Linked DNA regions of Arachis hypogaea: region 1 is linked to region 2. The links are chromatin contacts, called in public Hi-C maps. All regions are on one chromosome and are shown on one strand. Each heading gives the region's core, a stretch centred on a gene start, on an enhancer-like site or on the middle of the called end of the contact. The rest is flanking DNA. Distances are from core to core; before and after follow the strand shown.

Evidence for each region. A called contact is a pair of places that touch in the nucleus more often than the background predicts.
Region 1: a contact with region 2 is called in a Hi-C map of an unstated tissue, with 3 times the contacts expected there. The contact joins the promoter of LOC112728701 here to the promoter of LOC112730695 in region 2. A contact is called at or near these places in 2 of 8 Hi-C or Micro-C datasets (leaf and an unstated tissue).

What each region holds. Positions count from the first base shown.
Region 1 is chr12:117,684,099-117,687,947 of arahy.Tifrunner.gnm2.J5K5, forward strand. It overlaps LOC112728701 (sugar carrier protein C-like), which reads right to left and starts at 2,600. Exons shown (of 1, transcript XM_025778963.2): 1 at 786-2,600. The coding sequence starts at 2,473. The coding sequence ends at 923. The region is part of intron 1 of LOC112728706 (prolycopene isomerase, chloroplastic); the gene reads right to left. The region is part of intron 1 of LOC112728696 (putative disease resistance RPP13-like protein 1); the gene reads right to left.
Region 2 is chr12:117,532,368-117,536,565 of arahy.Tifrunner.gnm2.J5K5, forward strand. LOC112730695 (putative disease resistance RPP13-like protein 1) reads right to left here and starts at 1,388. Exons shown (of 3, transcript XM_025780758.3): 1 at 1,256-1,388. It overlaps LOC114924882 (a long non-coding RNA gene), which reads left to right and starts at 527. Exons shown (of 3, transcript XR_003812796.2): 1 at 527-2,023; 2 at 2,208-2,294; 3 at 2,702-4,093.

The DNA.
Region 1 (3,849 bases), core at 1,350-3,849, 150 kb after region 2:
TACGTTAGTATTATAGGTCCAATACTTCATTTATCAGCCCACATCATGAAGAATCAGAAAAACACCTCCCTAAGCTCTTGGCAAAGATGAATGGCTGTCTGGGGAATCTGATTCTACCATGACATTCATAAAGCCTTATTAAAGAAACAGTTGGGAGGCCATAGAAAATGGCAAAATGCCCCAAAGTTCCGCAAGCACTAAAGGCTATATAGAAGTCGCAAAAATGGCAAAAATAAATACATTTGCAATCTCACAATCACCAAGGAACACCAATTTATAGGAATAAAAAATCTACCACTTTTTTCCCAGTGAGATTGATATTCAAAAGCCTTCGAGACAGTAATATATACTGCCTAGCTAGCAGCTTGTCTCCATACAGTAGCATTGTAGAAATTTGTAAATATATTGAAAGGAAAAGTATAGGTAGACAATTATTAAACTACTTAGCTCATGACAATAATAAAGAAGTCTCGTGACCTACAAATTCAGCCCAACAGAATACATAAATTCAATTACAATTTTAGTTTTTATTATCTTATCTTGTCTTATATTTATCTTATTTTTATTTTCTTTTATCTTTCATAAGACAATGCTTTATATATACTTAGTTTTACCTTCATAGTTTACAATTCAATCAATCAACAATCAATAAAATTTCTTCATCTTTTCTTTTTTTTTTTTTTAAGGATTTATAAAATTTTCTTAAGATTCATAGAATATCAAAGAATCAATAACAACCAGACAAAAACAAACCTAAACCAATAATAAACAGTAAACCAAAGAAATAAAAAAGATAAGAATATTTATAGAATCCTAAACTTTGAGAATCTGGCGCATCAATAACAACCAGACAAAAACAAACCTAAACCAATAATAAACAGTAAACCAAAGAAATAGAAAAGATAAGAATATTTATGGAATCCTAAACTTGAGAATCTGGCGCAGCAATCTTGTTCTTTTGAGCAGAGGACTTGACGAATTTGTTCCAATAAGGATGATTCTCCCACACAAGAGAAATTTCTTCAATGGGAACACCCTTTGTCTCTGGCAAGAACTTGTAGATAAAGATACTCATAACAATCACAAAGAATGCAAAGAAGATGAAGAGCCCGAACTTCATATGGCACAACATTGAAGTGAAAACTTGGGCAATGGCAAAGGTGAAGATCATATTAACCGAAACGTTGACGCTCTGAGCTGCCGATCGAACTTCAAGCGGGAATATTTCACTGGGTACCAACCATCCTAGTGGACCCCACGACCATGCGAATCCCGCCACGTAGACACATATGAATACCACAACAGTTAGGGCAAACCACTTGGGAAGAACTCCAGGGTTTCCATCTGTTCCAAATTTGCTACCTATTGCAGCTGCGATCACAAGCTGACATATAAACATTTGAGCACCACCTTCGAGAAAAAGCTTTCGTCTGCCAACCTTGTCAACGGTAAAGATGGAAACAAGGGTGGCAAGGGCGTTACAACCTCCGGTAATCATGGCAGACATAAGGGAAGCAGTTCCACCAAAGCCAATAGTTTTGAACAAAACAGGAGCATAGAATGTGATGACATTCATGCCAGTGAGTTGTTGGAAGAAGGGAATGGCTATGGCCATGGTGAGGTGAGGCCTGTACTCACTTTTGAGCAAAGAAGACCAAGGATGCTTGACCTGTTTGGAGGCTTCACTGGCAGCAACAAGATCCTTAAACTCCTCGTCAACATCATTGGTTCCACGAATCTTGATTAGTTCCTCCTTGGCCTTCTCAGCTTGTCCACGCTCGATCAACGAGTTTGGTGAGTCAGGAAGAAACATTGCACCGATGATGATCATTATTGCAGGGACTCCTGCCAAACCTAAGCTATAGCGCCACCCTTCTCCGTTCTCCATCTTGGCAAAAAGGTAGTTCAGAATATTGGCAACAAAAATGCCAATGGTGATTGCCAATTGAAACAACATGTTAAGTGCTCCTCTGTATTTGTATGGAGCAACCTCGGACACGTAGATCGGCACAGACTGATTGGCGCATCCGATTCCAAAACCTAGCAACATGCGGCCAACAATAAGCATCCAAACTTGCTGGGCGAAGCCGTTCAAAGCTGCACCGGCGAGAAAGAGAACACCGCCGGAGATCATGGTGAGGCGCCTACCGAAGGCTCGAGTTACCTTGGATGCAAAGATTGAGGCCACAAGAGCAGCCAAATAGAGAGAGGAAGTGAAGAGTGTGAGCACTTGGCTATCAAATTTACAATATTGGTTATCAGTGGGCTTAATGTTGTGTTCCTTTGCGTACACATCAGGGAAGAATTTCTTTAGAAAAGGATCCATGGAGGTGACTCCACCTGAAATGCCTAAGTCATATCCAAAGATAAGACCTCCAAATGCAGCGGTGACACATGTTATGAAGACTCTGAAAGTGAGTTTTCCGGGATAGTTCTTTTCGGAAGACCCCTTCTCTATGAAACCACCCGCCATTATTGTATTAGCTAACACAAGCGATCATTCAAAACGGAAAATAAAGAAAAAGGAAAGAAAAGATGAAGAAATTTTATTGATCGTTGATTGATTGAATTGAATTGTAAACTATATAAAAGTAAAATTAAGAATATATAGAACATTGTCCTATGAAAGATAAAAGCAAATAAAGATAAGATAAGAACAACTAAAGATAAGATAAAGATAAGATAAGATAATAAAGACTAAAATTATAATTGAATTTATGTATTCTGTTGGGTTGAATTTGTGGGGCACGAGACTTTTTTTTATATTTATAGTTAAGATTAAGATTATAATGAACGTTTCTTTTTTATAACTTTTTTTTTGGTATAATTGTCTAATTCAATTGTTTATAGAGCTAGCTTTGTTGTTGAAAAATATCGCATATGTCTGTAATGATGATAGAAAATTCACATGACAAAAGGGTGATTCTCTGATCTCTGTTTCGCTATCAATGTTAAGAATAATTTTAATGCAATAATATTATAATTATTTATTCAAATTTATTCCGTTAAATAACTATAACTATGTAAATAAAAATACAGAGGCAAAACAGGATACATACTTACCTGATTCTCTTCTTCCCTACTCTGTTCTGTTCTGGATTCAGAGGCAAAACACAAAAAATCTCATGCATAATCTGCTTTAAGGAAAACATCTAAAAGAATTTCTTTTCTGAAATCAACTTGATTCAACCCCCTTCTCAAGTTCTAGCATTACCGTCACATTCTCATTTCTCAAGAGCTAGCTATACTGAGTACGGAGCGAGCGGCCGATATGTACGGACTAAGTGCATATTTCTTGGCCAGAATCATAAGTGACCTTGCACTAGACTTGATATTACCAGTACTATTTCTCCTTGTTGTTTACTTCTTGGCTGGTTTGAGACTCAATGCTACCCCTTTTTCCTCTGCATTGTGGCGGCTCAGGTATGTATCTGCATTAGAAAAGGAAAAACTTTATTTTTGTCACTATTTTTTACAGTGATTTCGATTTGGTCCTAAAAGCTTTTCTTAGTAGTTCTGTTTATGTGCTTAACATAGAAACCAATATTAGCCTTCATTTCTAAATATGGTTTGTCATGAATTTAGGGACTTGGACTTGCTATTGGAGCAACACTTATGGACATGAAAAGGGCAACAGCTTTGGCTTCAGTAACTGTCATGACTTTCATGCTGGCTGGAGGGTTCTTTGTGCAGGTAAACATATATATCCTTGTTTTTCTCTTTGAACGTGAGCCCTTAATTATTGCCTTGCACTTTGTGGTGTCAAGTTAACAAATTGATCATATGGATTTACTTAAATCAAAACATTTGGTTTTAGTCTCTGCCGTTAGTTTGTCTTTGTTAAAAGCT
Region 2 (4,198 bases), core at 138-2,637:
GAGGGAAGAAGGGTTCACAGTTTGCAATGTACTCTCTGGGTTTTCTCAAACAGGAGCTAAGAAAAGTGTTTGATTTGTGATGACTAAAATTGACTTGATGAATGATGAGCTTTATGGTCTTGGGACAAAATCAAGTGGTGCAATAATGCTGGCTTTTACGTACAGCACCATGATAAAGATGATTATGTCGGAGGACAATTACGGAATTAGCCATCAGTGAAAATTTTCGCCTTTTCATGTTATTCTCAATAATATTATTTCAACATACAATTAGTTTCCACAAATCTTGTTCATTATTATTAAAAAAAAGAAATAAAAATTGAAACACATTTCAAAATAAATACTCTTAATTTTTTCTTAAATAATGTTGTTACACCTTATAGGTCTGAAAATTTTTTTTATTCCTAACCTTTTTTTTCACACAAAATCATTTTAAAATTTAACTTAGTTTTAAAATGGTCTTTCAAGTACTAAAATACCCTTCTCTTTTCTCACCAAATATCCAATTTTTATTCTTCTTTTTCTTGCTTCTCCATCACCAGCAACAACAACAATAAAATCACCAGCAGCGGCGGAGCGCACCAAGTCACCATCCTCCACTGGGAACAATAACAGCGAGCTGTCGCCGCAGGAGTCGAACCAGTTCCTACCGATCGCAAACGTGAGCAGGATCATGAAGAAGGCTCTCTCTCCCTCTGGCTCTGATTCTCGACGGCGACGGCGACCCCAAGCCTGGCCGGCGACAGCGACGGCGACGGCAGCTCCAACCCTCGCCGGCGCCGTCCCCCTTTCCCCTCTTCTTCCCTTCCCCTTCTTCTTCTTACTTCCCCCCTCCCCTCGCCTGATCTCCCCCTTCTTCCCTCTTATCCATTCTGTTTTTTTTTTTTTCTCCTTTTCTTAATTTATAATTTTTTTGGTTAGGAGTAGTTTGGTAATAAAAATTATAATTTTAGAACAAATCACTATTTTAAAACTAAGTTAAACCTTAGGAACGATTTTGTATACAAAAAATAGTTGGAAACGAACAAATTTTTCGACAAACCTTAAGACAAAAATTGTACTTAACCCTTCTTAATAATATAAGCAAGTGTTCTTACTTCTTAGTAAGGTAACAAATAACACCTCCAAGTGAGTGTCGAAATTAATCATCACAATTCAGTCAAATGCCCAAACACTAAAAATTGCAAATTACAGAACCACAACATATATATATAGACAGCATGCAATAGCTTTAGAAAAGAATGAAATAAATTACCTGTTGAAGATGTAACATCTAATCCATCTCCTATATCAACTTCAATCCTGCATACGTTGGAAATTTTGTACCAAACTTTTGAGCTTTATTTGGAGAAATTCTTTCGTCCTCATTGAGGAAGAAATTTTCGGCCCCGGATATCATCTTCACCTTTTATTGATGCAGATCCCAATACTTTTACTCTCAAAATTGCAAAATCACTGCAATGGCTTAAGATATATGCAGGGGAAGAATAGAAAAGCTCCCCCTCGTTCAGGATTTAAGAAATTTTCCTTCATTTGGCAGTGTACATCTAGCAGTTTACTTTTATTGTTGGAAGAGTCAGATTAGAGAAGAAGAAGCAGCTCTACTCAGGCTTTTTAGCTGGAGTGCAACCGAGCATTGAATTGTGACCAGTTTACGCTAGCAGTCCCCATCATAGATTCACCAATTTCAGGGAAGAAATCATATGTTTTCAGGGTCTTCGGGAGGCCCAATACCTGTACAGGATAACAAAATTGTTAATTGTCGAGTTTACTATAAGAAGCATAATGAGATAGCACCATAATGCCGCAGAATATTGAAAGTATAACATTTGTTTTATGAAGGATGAAACATCAACCAATGGAGCTAGAGTTGTGTTTATATAGATATATTTAACGAATTAAATTTTTGCCAGATTGGTTATGATCTTCTAATGTCTTTCAGTTAGCAACACCAAGAAATTAATGATCAACACACTCACTGGATGCTTGAAACTGCATATCGAGGAAGCCTTTCACAACCACGGTTAGTTTATCATCGAATATTTGCATTATCATATCTATGAAACAATTTTCTTGCAATCTTAGACTGCGCATTTAAAACGAAGACAAGTATAATTAGATGGAGACAAGGATTTAAATAATGCATAACATGAGCACAAAAAAACTATAAACCTTAAGTTACCTTTGATTATTGACTTCTTTTGCAGTCTTTATTCACAAAATTAGTTGCTCTAGAGGGATTCATTGGTATAGCAAGTTGATCTGTGTGTTCTTACACACCTGAAGAAAGCAAGGTATGATTATGTAGGCAATTCCAATATACAGAAACAGTGTAAGTGGTAGCACCGTAGCAGCAATAGCAACACACAAACACAATGACAGAACTCAAACTATATAACACCCTATTAAATGAATATATATTAGAAATTGTAGATATTGACTATGGAAGTGTATTGGGACTAACATGCAGCTTCTGGATAACGACACCCTATAATTCAAAAGTTGGCATGACTTCACACATATCAAACAGAATAATCCATGTCATAAAGTATGGACGTAAGTCTTCCATAGTACATTAATAGACAGAACCCTTACATGATGCAAAAATGGTAGAAAATCAGAATCAACACTAGTCATCCTCTTATTCTGTAGTCAAGTATGAAAATTGGCCAATAATTGTTTTTTCTTGTGCCTGACACAGTAGCCAGGGTCTAGAGAAATGGCTAAGAATGAAAAGATACAAAATATAGTGATGGTGTATTAACAAAGAATGAAAATGTTTGGTGCCAACAATTAGCATTGTAATTGGACAACGTGCAGTGAGCTTAGAGAAGAGCCAAAAACAATTACCTGTGGACGATGTCAGTTTCAGATTGAATCTTTTCCAGCAGGCAGCAACTTTTCTTTCTGTGATATTCTCCAGCTTAAGAGAGTCTTCAATACTTAAGGCCCTTACAGTCTAGCGTCTCCAGATCTCGAAAGTTCCACAATTTTAGAGACTCAAGAGAAGCAGGAAGGCAAGATGGGTAAGGCCTTCACTCCGCAATCTCCAACTTGATAGCTTCTCCCATCCACAGATCCCAAGAGTTGTCAAGCTCAGTGGCAGGCACTCCTCTCTAAAAGAATCCATTGAGATGCTTAAAGAATGGAGACTTGGAAGAGCGTCATAATCATCGTCATATGTTACCACAACGTAATCCATGTTTGCACACTTATCGATTTTGAGTCTCATGAGATTTGGAAGGTCCCCCAACGGAAGCAACATCAGTGAATCACAATTGGACACATCTATCTCCGTTAGGAATATGTGTTGCAGTTGCTCGGAGAATGTTAACTTTGAACACCAAGTGAGTTCCAGATATCGCAACGAAGCGGGTAAATAATATCCTGAAATTGATATGGCTGAACAACACTTTCTGATCTTCAGAAGTCAGACACGAGGCGGTTGGATGTGCGGCAGGCATTCCAATACGGACATTGCCAGCTGGGTTTCTGAAATAACTACCTCCTGCGGTGCCAGATTCCCAACATAAGTCTCACTTACACATAACTGGCTAAGCTTGGGAGATTTCGGCAGTGGACATGCAAGCTCCTTGCATTTCCAGATGCTAAGTTTCTCCAGAGCCGGAAGGCGAGCAGGCAGATCTCCACTTAACACCGGACATTGTTCTATTGAAAGCCTTTTAACTTTGGGAAATCCATCAAACTCATCAGGAATATGCCACTCCCACTAGCCACGCATTTTCTTAAATGCCAGACTTTCAAGAGCTTTGAAAGGCGTCTCATGCTGTAATGATTCATTGTTTTTGTAAAACTCACAATCAATTTTCACCATCTCATCAAGTTCAAAAAACTCCAGATGCTGTAAAGCGGGTAACTGTCCGAGTGAAGGGAGCTGGCGGCAATTCTTACAACGACTCAGACTCAGTTTAGTCATACTGCCGTAGGAAGAAAGGCTGAAGCCTAACCAATCTGGGAATATTTCACCCCTATAATTCTCAATCGATAACTCTTTCAAGTTTTGATGAGGTTGTAAGTCGGGAAGCATGTCTCTTTCAGTTTGAACATCAATAATATCACGATATTGTCTCCATTTCAACTCTAAACTGTTGATGTGCTTCTTGTTACCCAGCTTTGCCTTTAAAGCTTCACTGCTGTTGCTGACATTCCCTAGGTTGGAAATTCAAAATGAGCCATA